Linked DNA regions of Mus musculus: region 1 is linked to region 2. The links are chromatin contacts, called in public Hi-C maps. All regions are on one chromosome and are shown on one strand. The core of a region is the stretch at or near the end of the contact, and the rest is flanking DNA. Distances in the headings are between cores, read along the strand shown. Region 1 overlaps Itga8 (integrin alpha 8). Region 2 has its middle 120 kb from the start of Gm34768.

What was found. A called contact is a pair of places that touch in the nucleus more often than the background predicts.
Region 1: a Hi-C map of bone marrow-derived macrophages shows a contact between it and region 2, with 20 read pairs. The contact joins two enhancer-like sites. A contact is called at or near these places in 8 of 39 promoter capture datasets (the 3T3-L1 cell line, the HPC-7 cell line, embryonic stem cells and 5 more), 5 of 484 Hi-C or Micro-C datasets (bone marrow-derived macrophages, embryonic fibroblasts, epiblasts and 1 more) and 3 of 115 datasets of contacts at active chromatin or transcription factors (bone marrow-derived macrophages, large pre-B cells and microglia).

The regions. Positions count from the first base shown.
Region 1 is chr2:12,278,489-12,283,743 of GRCm38.p6, forward strand. The region is part of intron 2 of Itga8 (integrin alpha 8); the gene reads right to left. Among named protein-coding and RNA genes, the nearest start is that of E030013I19Rik, 20 kb to the right of the region's middle. Within about 2 kb of position 2,368, at least 4 of the 459 cell types and tissues checked have an H3K27ac peak or open chromatin away from gene starts, as enhancers often do. A contact at or near this core is called in bone marrow-derived macrophages, where this site is marked.
Region 2 is chr2:12,020,520-12,025,128 of GRCm38.p6, forward strand. No RefSeq gene overlaps it. Among named protein-coding and RNA genes, the nearest start is that of Gm34768, 120 kb to the left of the region's middle. Within about 2 kb of position 3,147, at least 22 of the 459 cell types and tissues checked have an H3K27ac peak or open chromatin away from gene starts, as enhancers often do. A contact at or near this core is called in bone marrow-derived macrophages, where this site is marked.

The DNA.
Region 1 (5,255 bases), core at 1,118-3,617, 260 kb after region 2:
CAGACTTCATGTCCTCCAGAGCAGAAGGAGGTACTGAGTCACCCCAGGTACCCAGAGTGTTGTCCACTGCACAGACATGAAAAAGACCACTCCATCTTAATAACTCTCTAAGATTACAAAAGACAGGTGAAACAAAGTCCAAAATTAGGAAACACCTTTCAAGTCACTGTATGCAATTTAAAGTTTCCCAAGTGGCAGGAGTCCACTTACAAGGTTAATAAATAAGTAAAATTTTATGTAACTTTTCTCAAAAGAAGCAACAATGCAATTAATATATAAAGAACTCTGAAACCAGTACACAGAAGACAGAAATTCAATAGGAAGCCCTATGCAAATGGAAATTCTTATACACTGCTAATGGGCATATAAACTAATTCAGTCACCATGGAAAACAGTATGGGGGTTCCTCCAAGAAATGAGAATACATCATTATTATACAGAACATGTCAGTAAACTGGTATGACCAAGTTTGTACCACTCCTGTGTATTCACCCAAGGGACACATCACATCACAAAGACACTTGTAAATTCCTGCAGCATGATTCACAGCAGCTAAGTTATAGTCCTAACCTAACTAACTGTCCACCAGTAGAAGAATTTAGATAAAATGTAGATACATAGCTGGGGGCATCTTTCAGTTATAAAGAACAACAAAGTTAGTATGAAAAAGTACAGAGACCATATAGCACACACTCGTGTTCACACAGGACAGAATTGAAAATGTCTCAGATTTCTCACATACATAAACATCACAGTTCCTTTTCTACCCATCCAAACTTCCTCCTCTAGATGTGTCAGCATCACGAATTGTGTGTGTGTGTGTGTGTGTGTGTGTGTGTGTGTGTGTGTAAAATAATACTAGAGCTAAGAACAGAGCTCAGTCAATAAAAGGCTAGCCTGCAGGCATAATGAACTGAATTTGATCCCCATTACCCACACCAAAGCCAGATGGGGTTGCAAGCCCGTGTAACCCCAGCACTGAGGAGAGAGAAATAAGAACATCCTTGGGCTAGCTAGTTTAGCCACATCAGTGAGCTTCAGGTTCAGTGAGACCCTGTCTCAAAAACGTAAGGTGAAGAACAAAGAAGACAGCTGACATTGAGCTCTGGCCTCTGTGTGCACTCACACATACATGCACAAGCACGTAAATAATTTCATGAACAATATATATCCAGACTCTGTATCTGTCAAGGGCCAGACAACAAATGTTTCAGGTACTGCTATCTTCCACAGTCTGTTACAACTGCCCAAGCACACACTCATAGTGAAATCAAATGACAGACAGGACAGAGGAAACTGGGTGTGGCTGAGTCTCAAAGAATTTTATGTATGGGCACAGAAACTGAAATTCCATATGATTTTTATGTGTAATAAAATATTCTTTAAATTGTTAGCCAGTTAAAACTTTGAAAGTATACATAGCTTACAGGCTGTGTAATAATAATATAGAAAGAAAAGATAGTTCAAAATCTAGTTGTAGTTTGCCAACATTTGACAGAATATTTTTAAATTGATAAACAGCATTTTGTGATCTTTAGGTAGCTGAATGTGTTTGTGTTTCACATTTAACTAGTCTGTAAGAGACAGCCATAAAGGGGTAACTGTATAGACAGACACACAGGTATCTAGAAACGTAGATAGTTACATTGGTGGACAGGTGGATAGATTGGCCAACAGATAAATCAAATTCATTCCTATTAATTCTTATGTAGTATTATATCCCATTAGATAGCCATGTGTGTTTTGGGTATCCATCTCACTTGGCTAGAAGTCTTTATTTCTTTTTATTTTGATATTAATAAATATGTGGGCACTGAGCAGTCTTATAAAATCCGTTTCATCAGAGGGTGGGGTGGAGTGTCCGTTATTCAGGACAATTAAGGGTTTCCCAGCCACTGGGCTGGGAAACAGTGTCTCAGATTTGTTGTTATTTGTTTGTTTTTATGCTCCTTTAATATTAGTATCTTTGATCACCTTTTTATGTTTGTAGACCATTCATCCCTCCCTATTAATTTCTCATTTATATCATTTGCTTATCTTCTTGTTTACATGTTGACTCTACTGATTGTATAACTGGTTATATAGTATTGATTTCTATCATTTTATATGTTGGAAACATCTCTCTCCTCTCTCTCTCCCTCTCCCTCTCTCTCTCTCTCTCTCTCTCTCTCTCTCTCTCTCTCTCCCTCTCTCTCTCTTCTCTCTCTCTCTCTCTCTCTCTCTCTCTCTCTCTCTCTCTCTCTCTCTTGTCTTTTAACTTTATGGAGCTTACTATACATGCAGAACTCATCCTTACACTCTGTGGTAGAGTTGCTGTGCTTAGTCTGACACGTAGAGCCATGTGTCTCAACAACATTGGGTTACTTCCTTTTCTTTCCACTGTGACCAAATAACTGACAGAAGCCACAGGAGGGAAGAGACACTGATTTCCATTCAGTATCTGATGAAGAAGCCATGTTAACAGCAGGAGCCTAGTCCAGGTCAAGTGACTTGGCTATTCACATCCCATCAGTGAAGAACCATACTGCATGAGACTAGAACTAGGGCTTGGCTATACTTTCAAAGTCCCCTGCCCCCAGGAGCCAACCTCTTCCTGCCATCCCCATCTCCTAAAACTTCTACAAGCTCTCTTTACTGTGCTCTATTGGTTAGAGTGTTAGACACTTGAGTCTGTGGAACACATTCAAACCATGTCAACCACATACTGAACAATTAATCTCTATTTGCTCAATGATGGTTATTTTATCTATGGAGAAAGAAGAAGGAGAAGAAGAGGAAGAAGAAGAAGAAGAAAAAGAGAAGAAGAAGAAGAAGAAGAAGAAGAAGAAGAAGAAGAAGAAGAAGAACAACAACAACAACAACAACAACAACAACAACAACAACAAGAGAGGAGGAGAAGGAGAAAAACAAACAAAACAGTCCTTACATGTCCTAGGGGACAGCATAGCCTCCAGGTGGTCTCAAACAACCTCAGTCTGTGGATTTTGTTATGAGAAAGACACAGTGATGCCCTCTCCTGTGAACATGCCTAGTCTTTAAGGCTTCCTTACTTCCATTGCTTTTCCCATTCTCTGAAATTTTCTACCCACTGTGCTATTCAGCCCTGAGAGAGCTCCCCTCTTAATTGCTCAAGTGAAAGTTAAAATACCCATCTCCCCAAGAAACAGGTTCCTAAATCACCTGACTCTGTGACTATCTTGTCATCCTTTTTGTAATAGCACTAACCACTGTCTGAGATAGTATGCTAGTTTTCCCATGTATTGGTTTCCCCTTGATAAAGTACATTAATTCCACACATAGAGACATCCTGTCTCTCCTCTGCAGTCTTCAATTCTTGAATTATTGACAGCACACTGTAAGTTGTCCATAAGTATTTATTGATTGAATAATTCAGTTTCCATGCATTTATTCAGAAGTTTCCCAGAATAAATTATTCAGTTCAATTTATTGTTGTTGAAAAAGTAAGTATGTGCATGTTGGAGAGGAAAGAAGCGAAGCAAGGAAGGAAGAAGGGAGAGAGGTAAATAGGATGAGAGACAGAGAGGTTCACCCTTTGCATTTCCTTTTAATTTATTTCTGTAATTTGGGAGTGTAGACAAACCTGAAGATACCCTGAAAAGACAGGGAGCCAAGCTGAGAAATACAGATTTCTGTCAGCAAACAGCCTGTTCTACTTTCTGGGCTGTGAATAATCCCCCTTAAACTGTATATCTGGGCAGCCTGGGTATAGATCCCAGTGGGTGGTAAGCCCACCAGCTTTAGGTCTTTTTACTTGGGGGAATGCATGTTTCAGAACAGGAGTGGGGTGTGGTGCTATAGAAGGTGGTGCACACATGAGCAAGGGCAGAGTTCTCTAATCTGTTTAGTGAAATGAGAAGGATTGATGGAGTGAAGCTAAATCAACAGCAGAGGGGTGGGAAAGGCTGAGACCACACAGGTGTGGCCAAACACTTTGGCAGATGGAACAATTTTGGGAAACTATTTATAAAACTCTCGACCTCATTCTGGAAAAGCAGTAAGTTTGGCTCTAGCTTTCGGTCATCACTTCCAAGCCTGTCGCCTCAGGGACTTTCTTCAAGCTGTTGTGGGAACTGTCCAGACAGTTTTGATCAAGAAAAGGGGGAAAGAAATCTTGAAATGTTTAAATCTTGATCATTATCAAATGTGCTTTTGCCTTTAAGTTGAAGCTATGCTTGTGAGAATAAAGAAGATTCATACATAAAGGTCAAGATAAAATGACGTTGTTAGATAATCCCTTATCTAAAAGAAACAAACCTAAGAAAAGAGTGTGAGTTTGGTTTTATGTCAGAGAAAATTTAAGTTCCAAATGGATTACTCTCAATCCCCCCATTGAAAGATGATAAAGAAAGCTCTGGGGCTCCACTCTTGGCTGTTGAGAGATCTGGTGTTTCAATAAATTTCACTGACTCATTTCTGCCTCAGATGTTCAAGAGATGTTTTGTTCTGACTGGATAATCTGCTAACTCAAATTGGTGGCTTACCTCATATATGTATACTCTATGTCAGTAGATACGTACATGAATATGCAAACACACATGTAGTGCAAATGAAATGCTTACCTTTGCCTAACAGATTGGGTCCCCATGTCTTGCTCTTCACATCAGAAGACATAGGCTCTGTCTGATCTCCATGTGTGAGGCTTCCTTTCTAGTCTGGTAGCTTTCTCCTATTCCCCACTGAGTTACATACACACACACACACACACACACACACACACACACACATACACACACACACCATGATCCTTTCTTATTTCCAACTTCTCTAAGTAATTTTCTTAAAACCTGTTTGTAAGTGGAGGATAGGATGGCTCATGCCTGCAATCCTTGCACTTGGGTGACAAAGGCAGGAGCATTACAGGTTTGGGGCTAACCTAAGCCAATTAGTGAGACCCTGTCCCAAAATAACAAACAACAAAAGGGCTGGTTATGGATTTTGTCATTAGAGTGCTTTCCTGGTATGAAGAAGCCTCTGCGTTCTATGCCAACACCAAATGAATATAAAAGGCCATAAATCCTCTTTTTAAGTTGAAAATCTGTAGGTTATTTTAAAAATTTCAAACAATGAAGTGTTTTGCAAGAAGCTTCCTTCTCTGTGGATCTTGGTAATGGGAGCTAAGTGATGCTGTTAACAATGGCTTCAAGTATTTTCACTGTTATTTGCCAGTTGGGTTATTCTATATTCTGGGGAAAATGGAAGACCTGGGAAAATGCTTTATACATGGTTAAAAGACA
Region 2 (4,609 bases), core at 1,897-4,396:
AGACAGAGCTTATCTGAAAAAATGAAAAGAAACAAATAAAAACATCAATGCAAGGAATTGGGGGATAGCTCAGTTGGTTAAGTGCTTGCTATGTGCTGAGAATTCTCCGCAGTGCTCATTTTAAAGCCATGACAACAGAAGCTGAGCCCTGTGGTGCTTGTTTATAATCTTAGGGCTAGGAAGGCTGAGGCAGGTGCGGGTCTGTGGCCCCACTAGTCGGCCTGTCCAATCTAGCCTTCCTAGAGATTTTTGGAGAGTTCCTTTGTACATACACATGTACCCCCAATGTAAACCCAATAGCAGACCCTGTAGGCAGCCTATAAAGTTTAATTTTTCTAACTTTTCCTCCTAAGAGAAACCCAATTCACAGAGATATTTTACGACAATCTATTATTTGCTGTGTCCTTGGCAGTTCCTAGAGTGAAATATTGACATACAAGTCCACGTTTCTTGTTCTGCCCAGGTGGGCGTAGTTGTAGGATAGGTGGCCATAGTCAGTGAGACACAAGAACACCTGTTCAGAAGACTAGGGGAGTTTTCCTGTCTTCCTAAAGCCAGAACTAGAGGAGCAGTGGTCCTTTTCTGTCTTGGGACAAATTGGGGAAGAAATTATTTTGGAAACTACTGAATAACTCATTATCCTTGGTGGGGAAGAAAGAGTTGGAGGGAGCTTTCAAAAGGACAGAGAATCAGAGAAAGAAAGAAGACAGGGAGAAAGAAGGAAAGGGAGGAAGGAAGGAAGAACAACCACATAAATATCTGCCATTGAAGATGCCAGTCAAACGCTGGATGATGCTGTAAATATTTTATCTTTAGATATTGCTTTAAACACACACACAAACACTCACACACACACAAACACACACGTCAATAAACCTCTTGTTGTCTAGTGCATTTGAGCTTTCTGTAACTTGCGTGAACAAAGTGTACAACAGAAATGGGCACAAACCCAGTGCTGTGTTACAAGCAGAAGGAGAGTCACTGACTTCAAAATTTCAAGTGAAACCAATCTTACAGGCTCAGGAAAGATTTGGATACTAAATTTAGTTTGCATCAAACATGAGCAATCAAGGACGAAACTGTATTTGGCAAAGGAAATCTAGTTGGGAGCTTAACGTGAAGGTTGGTCCTGCAGCTGGCAGGTCCATTTTGTTCTCCCTCTGATGCTCGCCACCAGGTCTCATCTCAGGAGGATGCAAGATGCTAAGTATGTGAGGCCAGCTACAAAATGCACGCTCTGTGACTGCATCTCTGTGCCACGTGCAGAAAAGACATGGCCACGAAGCTAGAAAGTCAACGGGATCTTGTTAGGAGATGGAGTGGGGTTTGGAAACTGGAGAGCTGGTGGGTAGAGGATTTCCTTCAAGGATGAGGAAAATATTCTAGAACAAGAGATTCTGGCTACACAACGTTGTGAATGAATTAAATGCTTAAAATGGCTAAGTGGGAATTTACAACATGTTTATTTTACCAAAATTATTAATATCTATGTTTAGTTAATTGTGTGTAAAGTGGGTGTACATGCACACACATGTATTTAGGCCAGAGGTCAGCACTGTGTATTGTTTCTTAGGAACCAGCCATCTTGTCTTTGAGACAAGGTTCCTCCCTGGGACGTAGGGTTTGTTACTTCTGTAAGGGTAACCAGGGCTAGTTTGCCCCAAGGATCATCTTGTCTTTACCTTCTTAGCACCAGCATTACACTCACCTATCACAAAGCCTGACCTTATATAAGTTCTGGGAATGGAACTCAGGTGCCCGTTCTTGATCAGTATGGATATTTCTTGATCAGTATGATATTTCTCCACCAATTACATAGCAGTGAGAAGCCTTCCTCGCTTGTCTACCATTACATTCTTAGAAGGTTTTTATATTTTAATTTTAAAGTTGTTGATTTGTCATATTTTAAAATAGTTACTACAAAATGTCAATTAATTGTTTTAAATTATTTTATTAAAATAAGATTTTAAAAGTCAACAATAATACCATTTGTTAGAACAAGGCATGATAATGTATACTTATAGCCCCAGCTCTTGGGAGGCTGAAGTGTGAGGATTGAGAGTTGGTGGCCACCCTGGGCCACATAAAGAGGTCAAGACCAGCTTGGGATAGAGAGGTCTTATCTCAAAGAAATGAAATAAAGTACTAGTTGGACTGAGCAGTGGTCCAGCTCTATGTACTATGGGTTACCACCACTGTGGAAAAGTATTAGTTAGGCTAGAGTGATTGGTCAGAGAGCACCAGGGGTCAGCTTGTCCATCTCACCAGCACTGGGGTTATTATTCCAGGTCACATGCCTGACTTTTTTTGTGATTTCTTAAATGTGGATTCTTTTAGTAGACATGAAATTTTTGAGTGGACGTAGATAATTTTTATTGGTTTCTTTATATGTATTTCCTTTTTTTAAAAACCCTGTTACTTAAAAATAGAATTTAAAATTCTTTTTAAAATGCACATATTACACATCCTAGGTTGTGTACAACGACTCTCTGAAGAAGCCTGAGGGGAAGGGAAAACTTTGTCTTGCCTCAGATACAGAGCATAGAAAGTCCTTCTGACACTTGTTTCCCCATGGTAGACTTAGCTGCCCAGCTTATCAAAGTAAGGGGCTTGCAACTTAGAAAACCTTGGCATGCGGTACCTCTGCAGAGTGTGAGAAATTCTGCAGTCAACTAAACAGGGCATTAGGAATCTCAGTGGCTCTGCAAAGATCACTTTGGGTGACATTTTGCGCCTTTGTTTTGGGGCCGAGGTGTGATAAGGAAATACTGTCTAGTTGATGAGATTTAGTTTCTCAAGAAGAAACAGGGATCTCCAAGTTAGAGATTTATGTCCAGTGTTTAGTACATTTCCAGCAGGCAACACTAGACTCTGGTCATAAATCTCAACGAACATGGCTTCCTTCCTTCTGTTAGCAGGCCAGCCTCATTCAATCACGACTAAGAGGTGGGAAGCGATCCTAAGTCTTTACTCTCCCCTTTTTCTGTGTCACCCCTTCTTGTGAGTCACATTGTCTGGAAGACCGCAGCTGACAATGTGTGTTTTCCCTTGCTTAGCAGTGACTTCCCTTTGATCTCAACCCTTGACTTGCTGGCAGCCAGCCACATCCTGGAAGGAAGAAGGGGGCCGGAGTGAGGGGAGGTCATATTTATTTTAAAGGAAGTTGAAGGAGCATCTTCAGCAGATGAGCGAGTAAGTCATGGAGCAGAGAGGGTCAGAAGTGTATAAAGTGGAAGACATCAAGACATGCTTGAAAGGATTGAAAATCCCAAAGCATCATCAAGCCCTGGGGCCCGAAACGATATCAGGCAGCATTCACAGCCTGCTAGGAGATTCTGTGACAGCCAGGGCAAGGGTGGCCAGAAATCAAAGGAGTTGGCTTTCCTCCTGGTGCTGTTTCCTAGTCCCCTGTCTTCCCAGTGTTATGATAACTGAATTCTCCTGTGATACTTCCTAGTGCCAACACCAACAGAGTGTAGCAGGGAGACGCTGTAGATAGGGCAGTGTCCCAAACAGCTGCCTTGTGTCTTGTTTTGAGAGCATAACCTTATGAAGACCATTGGGAAAGTATCTGCCTGTCTCCGGGAGTGAAGTGTCACTGTAAGCCTTTTTTTCTTTCTAGAAAGTGGAACTGAAGTCATCTACGTGTGCACTCAAAGTTCCTGCTCTGGCCATCGGTGAGCCATCTGTTCATTAGAGGATGAATCAGGTCAGGCTGCTAAGCTTGTTGCCTCTGTGACATAGCCATCAAACCACAATTGCCAGACTCTGGGGGTCTTCTTTGGAGGGTGCTTGTTGCCATGGGGATATACTGTGCAGGCTTGATGCATCCATCCCAAGCTAGACCTTAGACTCAGTGCTGATAGGCTTTCTAAGATCCTTATTCTTAGACATAATAAATATGTAAAACCCTAGGATATTTTATGTACCTCACATAAATATATAAAACATCATAGTATTTCATGAGCTTCCTGTAAATATATTGTTTGCTCTCAAGTGTCTTACAGTGTGGGATCAAATTAAGAAGCAAATGTCTACAACAGTTTTCTTAACAGTGTTAGTTCCATTTCCTTTTTCAATAGTGTATATTTACTCCTAACTATAAATTACTAGATAATATAAAGAAAATAATAAATACCTCCACTCCCCAACTTTCCAGACAGAAAATCCTAAAATACATATATAAAATCATTACGCTTAGATTTTCAGTATAGTTGTGCGTGCTATCTTTCTTAAGAACCTTATAATGCTTTCAAATTCTTATTTAATTTTAGCTTAACTATTACATCAAGTCTGGAAGAATATCTGCAACATTCTAGTAGGTGAACTGGTATTTTCTATACTGGTGCCCGGTGCATTATTTAAAGTCAGATGTGATTTACATCTGGTCTACCATATTTGCCCATACACATGCATTTCTCCTACATTCTTGTCCGTCTTTCCTGTCCTTTCTCTTCTGGTTCATGGTTACTTAGCAACCAGAACTCTCAAGCTGGTTGCAGTGGCTCTCCATTCCCTGGTTATCTCCAGTAGACTGGGGAAGATGGTCAAGAATTAACCATTGTGTGCCTTTTTCCATATTCATGGACACCATAGCCTTCAGCTCCTG